Regions from separate parts of the Mus musculus genome. Here region 1 is linked to region 2. A link is a contact called in public HiCAR-type data. All regions are on one chromosome and are shown on one strand. Each heading gives the region's core, a stretch centred on a gene start, on an enhancer-like site or on the middle of the called end of the contact. The rest is flanking DNA. Distances are from core to core; before and after follow the strand shown.

Region 1 (4,399 bases), core at 1,311-3,810, 150 kb before region 2:
GCTGAAAGACGAAAGCAACCCTTTCAGACGTCAGCAGAACGCTTCACTGTTGGCTGTTTTCCCCATCATGCTAAAATCTTGTTCTCAAAATGAGGTTCGGGCTCTGGAGGCACCTGAGCGCCTTCCCACTGTACTTAAGGGGCAGACTTTTAGACATTCTCCCCCTTATAACAGAATCCCTGGGGCTGCAATCTAAGAGTCAGAAGCCAAGCCAAGCCTTCCCATGTCAGGACACATATTCATATTTGAGGGCTGGTGTTTCAGAAGTTCTCAAAAACATCCTGGAAACAAAAGAGGGAGAGTCAAGTCACCAAATCTTCAAATTTAGTAACATTTAAATTCTACCAAAAATTGTCTTAATCTTCTGAAATATACTTGAAGAATTTTTTCATTAACATCTGGCTGCAATCTGCCCAGAGACGTTAGTAACTATGCATTAAGAATATTTTAGTACTTGATCTAACGTATTCTTTATGATTCTCTGTAAACACATTCTTAAGAAAAATGAAATATTTTAATTCAAACAGCACATTTGAGAGGGGGAAAAATATATCCATAAGAAGACTGTATTTATAAGAAAATGGAATTTTTCTAGGGCTCTGAGCTTTTGTCAAATTTAATGTCCCGTCGGTGACTGTTTAGCAAAATGCACCCACTGACAATGTTCATGGAGATCCTCGGAAACTATTACGTTTCATAGATTCTAAGAACTGCCATTCAGTAAATTGTTCATTTGGGGACTAGGGTCTCTCAAGAAGCCCTACTAGGACTCAGGAGGAAGAAGAGGGGTTGGAAGGGTGCCAGCAGATCTCTCTTCCTTGAGATATTCACCCGTGGGGTTCTAAGAAGATCCACGGTATTTTTCTCCGTCACCAGCCAGTTAGTTTTATCATAGGAAGGGGCAGTTCTTACCAGCCTTTTAAAGATGCATGATTCACACTTGACCAGGGAAGATGTTGGACTGCATTCCCTTGGTGAAGTAGGGACAGTCTGTGCCCTTAGAGGAAGCCACTGGGCATCACACTGTGTCACAGGTGACAGCTTCCCAGAGAGTTTTCTCTATCCCCTGGGCAACCCTCCTTGTGGCTGCTATAGCTTTGTTGTTTGTGCGAAGTACACATGATCACTATGCTGGTGAGTGGCTAGTGAAAGAGCCTTCCAAAGCAGACTGTGTGGATGCCATCAGTCACTGCCAGCTTCAACTCATCACTGACCCTGTCCTGGTACAGTCACTGCGCCTGGTCACTAACAGTCAACTTCTTCACCAGAGTCACTTTCTTGTTTGATTCACACGGCAACCCTATGGAGAGAGTATGTCATTGCCCATTTGTAAACAGGGACGTTAATCTCAATCATTGAAGCCTTGTAGTCACTCTGCAGTTGGCATGAACTTTGAAAGTAGGCAGCCTGGTTCCAGCATCCCCTGCCTTCTTTACTCACTAAGAAACATGCAGGTTTTCTGTCTGAAGCCTGCCTACCACTAATGGATGAATGTCCAGGGAGAACAAGGGGCAGTAAGAGATGTGTACAGGCTAGAAGCTTTAATGTTGACATGTTCAGAGTGGGACGAAGTCATTTACGTGTGTTCTGGGGTTTGCAGCTCTCAGCAGATAAGAGCTAATTGGGTTGGGCTCAGTGGTAGAGTGCTTATCTAACATTGTTCTGAGTTCTATATTTGCACCACAAAACAGAGATACAGACACACAAGCAAAAGCAAACGGTCCCAAGGAAAACTCCTCTGAGTACAAGTCGCTGAGATGGGTGGAGAATGTCAAATGTGAACATGTTTTCTCTCTAAGTTTGCCAGGGAGGTTTAAATCTGAATTTCAGGTGAACAGCAATATTTTCCTATGACTCTGATCCAAACATCACATGGGGATATAAAGTTATGCTGCTGTTTATTTGAATCAAATTTCATCAGGAGTCTGCTGTCTTCATCTGCAAAAGGTAGCCTATCAATGTTTTTGGTGAGACAGCCCAGAACTCAGGCTGTGTGTTTGATAAGTCATCTCAAAGACTGAAAGTACAGAACAGATGCAGAACTCAAGACTTAAACCAAAGGGCATCATATGACCTTCATTTTGGGGGCATTCTCAGAAGTCTTCCAAAGGCAGGCAAGTGGAGGCGAAATGTTTCCCTCAGTCCCAGCAACTTCCACCCCTATTACGTCTGTATGAGTTTTTATTAGAATTGAGCTCTGGTTTCAAGTTCAGATACAGTGCATTGAAGCTGCAGTTTTAGCCTTTGGGCTTTGTCTCCCTGGGAAGTTGTCTTTTACATCAGCAGTCACTCTACTGCCAAAGCTGTCACCCTCCTGGCTATGATTCTGCTTCTCTGGGCCCTCCCACAGCTCAGTCACCCCCATTTCTGGTAAAAGGTTTGAGATCCTCTAGGGAAAAATGTCTTCAACCGCTCGAGCTCTGGCCTGTCCTGAAAAGCTGGCTCAGCTGTTCTAGAGTTCCCAGCAGAGCTACCAGACATGAAAGGTGCAGCCCAGGCATGTTGGAAATGATGACTGTCCAGCCCTTTTCTGGGGCTGGGAGGGATACGGCAGGTTCATGGGGTGGGGCCAGCAGGGGGAGGAGTCTTCTCCATCTCAGGCTGAGCCTAGTTCTCTGGTTCCATCTGACCTTTGTGCACTGGAAGACAGGGTGAGGCTCACAGCCAGGGGACCTTTCGGAGTAGCCTGGAGGGAAGATGTGTCTGGGTGGTCCAGGCCCCAGGGATTGTGGGGGCCACTCTGACCCTCATTGTGTGTGAGCCCTTAGTGAGGGTGTTCAGAACTTGTGTTGCTGAAGGTCATGGGCTAGGATTTGCCAAGATCAGTGTGTGCTTGGTGTGTTACAGGGATGGCAGATGGGCTGCTTATATGAGCTGCTAGCTGACTTCAATGCTGAGAATGGGGAAGCACCACACACCTACCATTCATTCTCCTGCTGCCGGCCAGCCTTTCCCATTGTATCCGCATTCCCTGTCTCCCGAGGGCAAATCACTGTCATCCACTAAGGCTCCTCTACCAGCCACACAGTCCTGTCAGCCTCTCCCCAACCTCCAGGTCCTTTGCCTACACATGCCCAGTGTGTGCCCATTCTCAGGAGTGTTCTCTGTCCATCTGGCAAACTTCTCCTTAGCAACAAAATGTGCTCCAAAGTCACCATCCCTGTGAAGCCCAGATCCTTTGACACCTCGGTTCTCTTCTTGTCTTTTCCTTTGCTGGAGAATGCTTACATAATTTATTCACAAGGAAGCTTTATATCCCAAGCCCTGTGTGTGGCTCCCTATTTGGTTCCCAATTCATCCTAGGCCTCTTGAACACTCTCGGGGGTTTACCCAGAGCCTGGACTTTCTAGGGCAGCCAAGGCTCAGTTCCCTGACTTCTTTTCAGCTGCCCCAAGAATGGGCTACTGACCAAGCAGATGTGGCGAAGCCAAGGCACACACGATACCATCTGTGGCCAACTCTGGAACCTTATGAGGCCTCGAGTTCTTCCCCCATTTCTGGGGTTCTCCCTGGCCCAGAGCTGGACTTTTCTTGCTCTGTTAACCAATTGTTTCTGCTTGCCAGCAGCTTGGCTAAGCTGTGCTCCTGATACGCAAAGGGCTACTTGGTGACTCTTCTTCCTATGAATGTTGGGGAGATGTTCCAGTGCTATAGAGAGGGTTAGGGAGGAGGGTCCAGTAGGAGGTAGAGAAGAAGATGGGTATGGGAACCAAGGAGCCCATGCAATTGCTTATAGCAGAGGTTTTTAATAAGGGGCAGGCATTCTTTGCTAATGTCTACAGAAAAAAAAGTTTTTTGATCATACCTATCAATGGAAGGAGTGCTATGGCATCTAGTGTTGGCTCTGAGGTCATTAAGTCGCCTGTAGGCCACTGGAGAGTCCCACACTATGAACTTTCCAGCCCAAAGTCTCAAGTCCTCAGGCTGAGAATCTCTGCTCTAGAGAAGGGCTGGGGTCAGGTAGGATGTAATGTTGAGCTTGAGAGGTGGACTCAAGGCTTATAGAAGCAGAGGCCAGCAGGCATTGTCTTCTGGGCATGTCTGCTGCCTTCCATATGCCTTCTGGTTCCTCACATGGAGCCAAAGGTCTCTGCGTGGACATTGCTCCTCACTGTCCCTTCCCATTCCCACCCACTCCCTAGTGAGATCATATGATGATTGGATATCAGATATTGAAAAAAACCCTTCTACCTTCTGTTATTTTTTTCTAGATCAACTCATAGTTTCAGAGGGGCAGGTGGCAAAGAATTTGTTGTTTATTTTAAAATACATTTTGTATAACGGAACACTCTTTTTTTCTTTACATAGTTAGAGAATAATAGCATAGGTCACTTAATTTTGAACCAAGAGTTGTCACCTATGTTATACACTCTCTCTGTCATTTGACTTTGCCAGATAT
Region 2 (4,645 bases), core at 175-2,674:
GACAACTGTTCAAACACAGTAGCTGTTTGTGCTAGTCTTTGTGTTCAGAACTGGTATGGGTGGGGTGTTTGGTGTTTTATCTGTGAACTGGATGTGTGCCTAGCTAGTGCTCACAGAAGCCAGAAGAGGGAGTTGGATTCCATGGAACTGGAGTTACAGGCCCATGTAAGCTACCTTGTGGGTACTAAGACTCAAACTCGAGTCATCTTGTAAAACAGACAGTGCTCTTAACCTCTGAGCCATCTCTCCAGCTCCACAGACAGTTTCATGACCTCAGACCCGCTCTAGAACCACGGATGACCTTTGAATTTCTGATTATCTTGCTTCTATCTCCACCCCAAACCCGGGGGTTATATGTGTGCTTGCACCACACATGGTTTCTGCCGAGCTGGGAATTCAACACAGGTCCTCATACGTGCTAGGCAAGCACTCTACCTACTAAGCCACATGAGCCCTTTCCTTGCAATCCTTTTTTATATTCCATATTCCACTTCATGTTGAACCCCAAGCCTATCTAAATAACAAATGGATAATTGATATTTTGGAAATCAATGTGGGGTCCTTAAAGGAGAATAAAGACCTTAGGGATGACCCCTTCTGTCCTCATGTTTACTCTGGTGGCTCCTCTTCTCAAATCTCCAGTGTTTCTCACACTGTTTCTGCCCCAGGTGTCTCCTGTCCAGATACATAGACAAGACACCAAGGGCAAGGGCATTCTGGTTCCATTCCAAGACAATGACTGGCACACAGTAGGGCCCTGAAACAGGCCAGCTGACTGTCAGGGGCATGAGGCAAGGGGAAGTGGCCGTTTGCTGCTACCATATCCAGTGGCCAAGCTGTTTGGATGGAAAAGGGCTTCACTGACAAGTGTGGAGCTGGACGCACACACCTCTTGCTCAAGAAAAACAGCTTTGTCCCCGTGTCTTGCCCTTTAAAATACCCCATGTACAGCCAAAGAAGAGAACCAAGAGCCAGACACATGCCCGTGGGATCTGATGGTCAATGGTCTGCTCTTATCATCCTGAGCAGAAAGTCAGCGGGCTAGAGCCAGTCCTAAGACTTGGCTTCTCCTTTCAAATGATCTGTGCAGACCCAATTCTATTTCTATCCCAACAACAAGGTATTTATTTCTTTTTCAAGGATCTCAAGTGAAGCCTAGCTTCTCAGTTGTTCCCACATCCCGTTCCTGGAATTCCCTAATTTCTATTCCCTGAGACAAGAATAATTGAATACAGGGCTTTGTTGGTCTTTGGCAAAGCACTTAGAATCGCTGCTGGCTTTGGCAGGATGGGGGCAAGGTGGACAGGTAACCAACCGTAAGAAATTCCAATAAAAATTCTGAGTAAAGGTACGCTTCAAATTAAGAGTTAGATTTTGTGTGTATGAGAGAGAGTTGTTTCAGGCTAGGTGCCTGCTCTCGGAACGTTCTGGGCATGTGCCAGTGTGCTTGGCGTCCCCTGTCATTGTTGACTCTTGCAAATTTCACACATGCTCACCTCATCTTCCTTTCTTTTTACAATCTCCCCAGAAAGCACCCCACCTCTGACCTGAGCATTTCATTAGTCCTCCCTCCTTAGAGGCCATTTGGGATTTTTCTTGACAGTCGTTTTATTCACTCTGGCTCAGACCTGCCAGCCCAGCTTTTCTCAGCCAAGCCTCCAAAGGAAACATGATCTGCTTGCTGCGTCAGATCACTTGGAAATAGATACGACTGGCTTGGAGTCACTCCACGCAGGGCTGTAAAATTGCTCTCCTCCTTCTAAGTGGGTTGGGTCAAGCCCAAGCTGAGGCAAGAGGTTTCCAAGGAACACGGAGCACAGGCTGTAGTAAGTGGCAGTGATGGAGACAGTGGCTCGCTCACTTTGGAGTCAGTATTAACCTTCCATTGTGAAGGGTGACCTTCATGGTCAAGCACAAGCAAGACACTGGGGTCTTTGCTGGGGTGCCTGAATCATTTTACAAGGGTGATGAGGATTCAGGCTTGCTGTGAATCTCTTCATTCAAGCCAAGTTCTAGTGTAAAGTTTTGCTATTTCCAAGAAGGTTAGTCGATTTGATTTCAAGATGTATGTGTCTTGTGCAAAGTTTGTTAAGGTATCTACTCTTCTATTGGGCCACACTAACAAATACCATCAAAGTTCTGATACTCTTTCCAAGGTTTCCTTGGAATTCCAAATAGGATTAAAATACTGCTTGGCTCCTCTTTTCTTGTTCATTTTAAATTGTATTTTATATGTCTGGATGGTTTGCCTGCATGTATGTACACCATGTACACAGAATAAGAAGGCCAGAAGACAGCATTGGATGCCCCCAGGAACTAGAATTATAGGCGTTGTGAGCCATGATGTAGGTGCTGGAACTTAAATCCAGCCCTCTGGAAGAACAACAAGTTCTCTTAACTGAAGAGCCGTTTCCAGCCCCTGGCTTCCTTTCTCACTGCTGTTTCATTCTGATGCCTGGGAGTCAGCCTGGTCTAATGAGTAGGGCTCTTAGGTGGGAGTCCCAGGTCTCAGCAATGCCAATCAAAGCAAGTCCTTTAATGTGCGTCAATTGCCTCATCTATGAAATGTGATTTGTGCTAAGTGCTTTGACCATCACAGAGCACTGTATAAAGACAGGGAAGGGTTGCTCTCAGCTGTAGCTATGGGATTGAAAACAAGGTTTTCTGGGGGTTTTATGGAAGCTGTGAGTTAAAACATGACAGGCAGACAAACATGACAGGCCAGAAGGCAGGACGATGACTATCCCATTAGAAACACGCTGCAAACTCTCTAAGCTCATCTGTCAGGATTTTCATATAACCTTTCATTTTAAACAATAGAATTAAGTTACTAAATCTCATGCCTGGTAAAATAATTTGCCCCTGCCCCCTTTTTTTCCTGCCAGGGACACAGAAACAATTCTCGTTGCTTAATTATTTTCTGGAATGATAAGGCACTCACTGACAGATCGAAGAAATGATTCCATCTGAGTCTATCCTGGTAAAGCAAGGTATTGGGGTTACAAGAGCACATGAAGTGGCCTCCATGCAAAGGGGAGGACTTTAAGTAGGGATGTAAAGTGGGAGGCATGCGAAGCGGGGAATTGGGAGCAGAGGAAAGGGGTAGACAGAATCTCTGGGATTGGTCTGGTTATCTGTCCCTTCTCCTAGTGAATCTTTAACGGCCTCATTCCTGTTTCTATAGACCTTGCTACCATTATATCTGCTCTGAAATGTGTGACAGTCTCGCCAAGGCCTGAGGAAGCTGTTTCTCTGCGGCTGTTTTGGTATTCAACCACTTGCCTTTGCCAAACAGCTTCTCAGTCCTAGAGATCTGGGGAGATCTAAGAGCAAAAGTCCTTAACTTCAAGACCAGCCCCTCGGGAGGTCTGAGCTTATAAATAGCTAACCATGGAGAAGGAGGCAGAGGGGAGCAGAAGAGTCACAATGGAGCAGTGGTTGGCAGAATGTGGTCCTAGGGCCAAACCCAGCTCCTGTTCTACTTCTGTAATGTGAGTTTGATTAGAACCAAGCTCATTTGTCTGCATGCTGGCAATGGCTGTTTTTGTACTACAGTGGCAGAACTGAGTAGCCGTGACAGAGACAGTGAGTGTCATGACTCAACTTGATTGCCAGGTTGGCTGAAAGGGCTTAAGAAATTAGTAAAGGGAACTTCAGGGTACTTCCCTCTGCAAGGATGATCCAGAGAACAGTAGATAAGGAGACAGACTTGCTATGACTGTGGTGACGCCATCTCAGCTGGGTGGATGCTCACACAGAATTAAAATAGGAAAAGACTCAGGAGGCAGAATTAAGAACATTATCTTGGGTTTGAGGCCAGTCTACTCTGCACTGTGAGTTCCAGCCAGGGAATCATAACAAGATCCTGTCTCAATAAAAACAAAACCAGGGTCTGTCACCGTGACTTACACTCTAATCCCAGCCATTGGGAGGCAGAGGCAGGAGGATCTCTGCAAGTTCTAGGTCAGCCTGATCTAGACAGTGAGTTCTAGGTCAGCTAAACAAGACCCTGTTTCAAAAAAACAAAGCAAAATAAAACAAAATAAAAGACAAATGTGAGATAGGGGCAGGGAAGGTAACCCTGTCTCAGCTTCCTGGCTGCCTTGAGGCAAGCTGCTATTCATTGTCCTGCCTTCTATGCCAGGATGGATTGAAACTCTGAAAACTATGAACAAAATAAATGTCTCCTCCCTTAAATTGTCCGGGTCATGATTTTGTCACAGTAACATGAAGTCTGACTAACACAGACAGCCTGACTCTCAAAGCTTAAAATATTTGCTTTCTCATCTTTTAAAGAACACATTTGTTGAGCTCTGACTTAAGGGAAACAAGTCTTACAAAAGTTTAATTTGGATTAAAGTAGGACCAGGAGAAACACAGCCCAGTTTACTGGAATAGTGAACACAAAGAGACAGAGGCAGTAGAGGATCTTTTATAATAAGACAAGCAATGAGCTGTCTTCTTATCTGTGGACATGGCTGAAATGTTGGTGGCCGTAGTGATGTTCAACCTCTTTGTGACTTCAAGATCTATAAGAGGTATCTCAAGACATTTTCTTCCATTCACAAGACTATATGAGGTCAAGACAGAAGCAGGGTTTTCAACCCATGCCCTTCCAAAAGGATGGTGAAGTTCAGGTTGCACA

Evidence for each region. HiCAR-type assays count read pairs that join an accessible place to other places.
Region 1: a HiCAR-type map of fibro-adipogenic progenitors shows a contact between it and region 2, with 3 times the contacts expected there. The contact joins two enhancer-like sites. A contact is called at or near these places in 1 of 484 Hi-C or Micro-C datasets (bone marrow-derived macrophages), 2 of 115 datasets of contacts at active chromatin or transcription factors (embryonic stem cells and fibro-adipogenic progenitors) and 1 of 9 other capture datasets (embryonic stem cells).

What each region holds. Positions count from the first base shown.
Region 1 is chr12:80,033,307-80,037,705 of GRCm38.p6, reverse strand. The region is part of intron 3 of Gm36660 (a long non-coding RNA gene); the gene reads left to right. It overlaps Gm36834 (a long non-coding RNA gene), which reads right to left. Exons shown (of 5, transcript XR_381742.3): 5 at 1-281. Among named protein-coding and RNA genes, the nearest start is that of Gm36834, 16 kb to the right of the region's middle. Within about 2 kb of position 2,560, at least 35 of the 459 cell types and tissues checked have an H3K27ac peak or open chromatin away from gene starts, as enhancers often do. A contact at or near this core is called in fibro-adipogenic progenitors, where this site is marked.
Region 2 is chr12:79,884,465-79,889,109 of GRCm38.p6, reverse strand. All of the region lies in intron 1 of Gm46361 (a long non-coding RNA gene), which reads right to left. Among named protein-coding and RNA genes, the nearest start is that of Gm46362, 5.9 kb to the left of the region's middle. Within about 2 kb of position 1,424, at least 66 of the 459 cell types and tissues checked have an H3K27ac peak or open chromatin away from gene starts, as enhancers often do. A contact at or near this core is called in fibro-adipogenic progenitors, where this site is marked.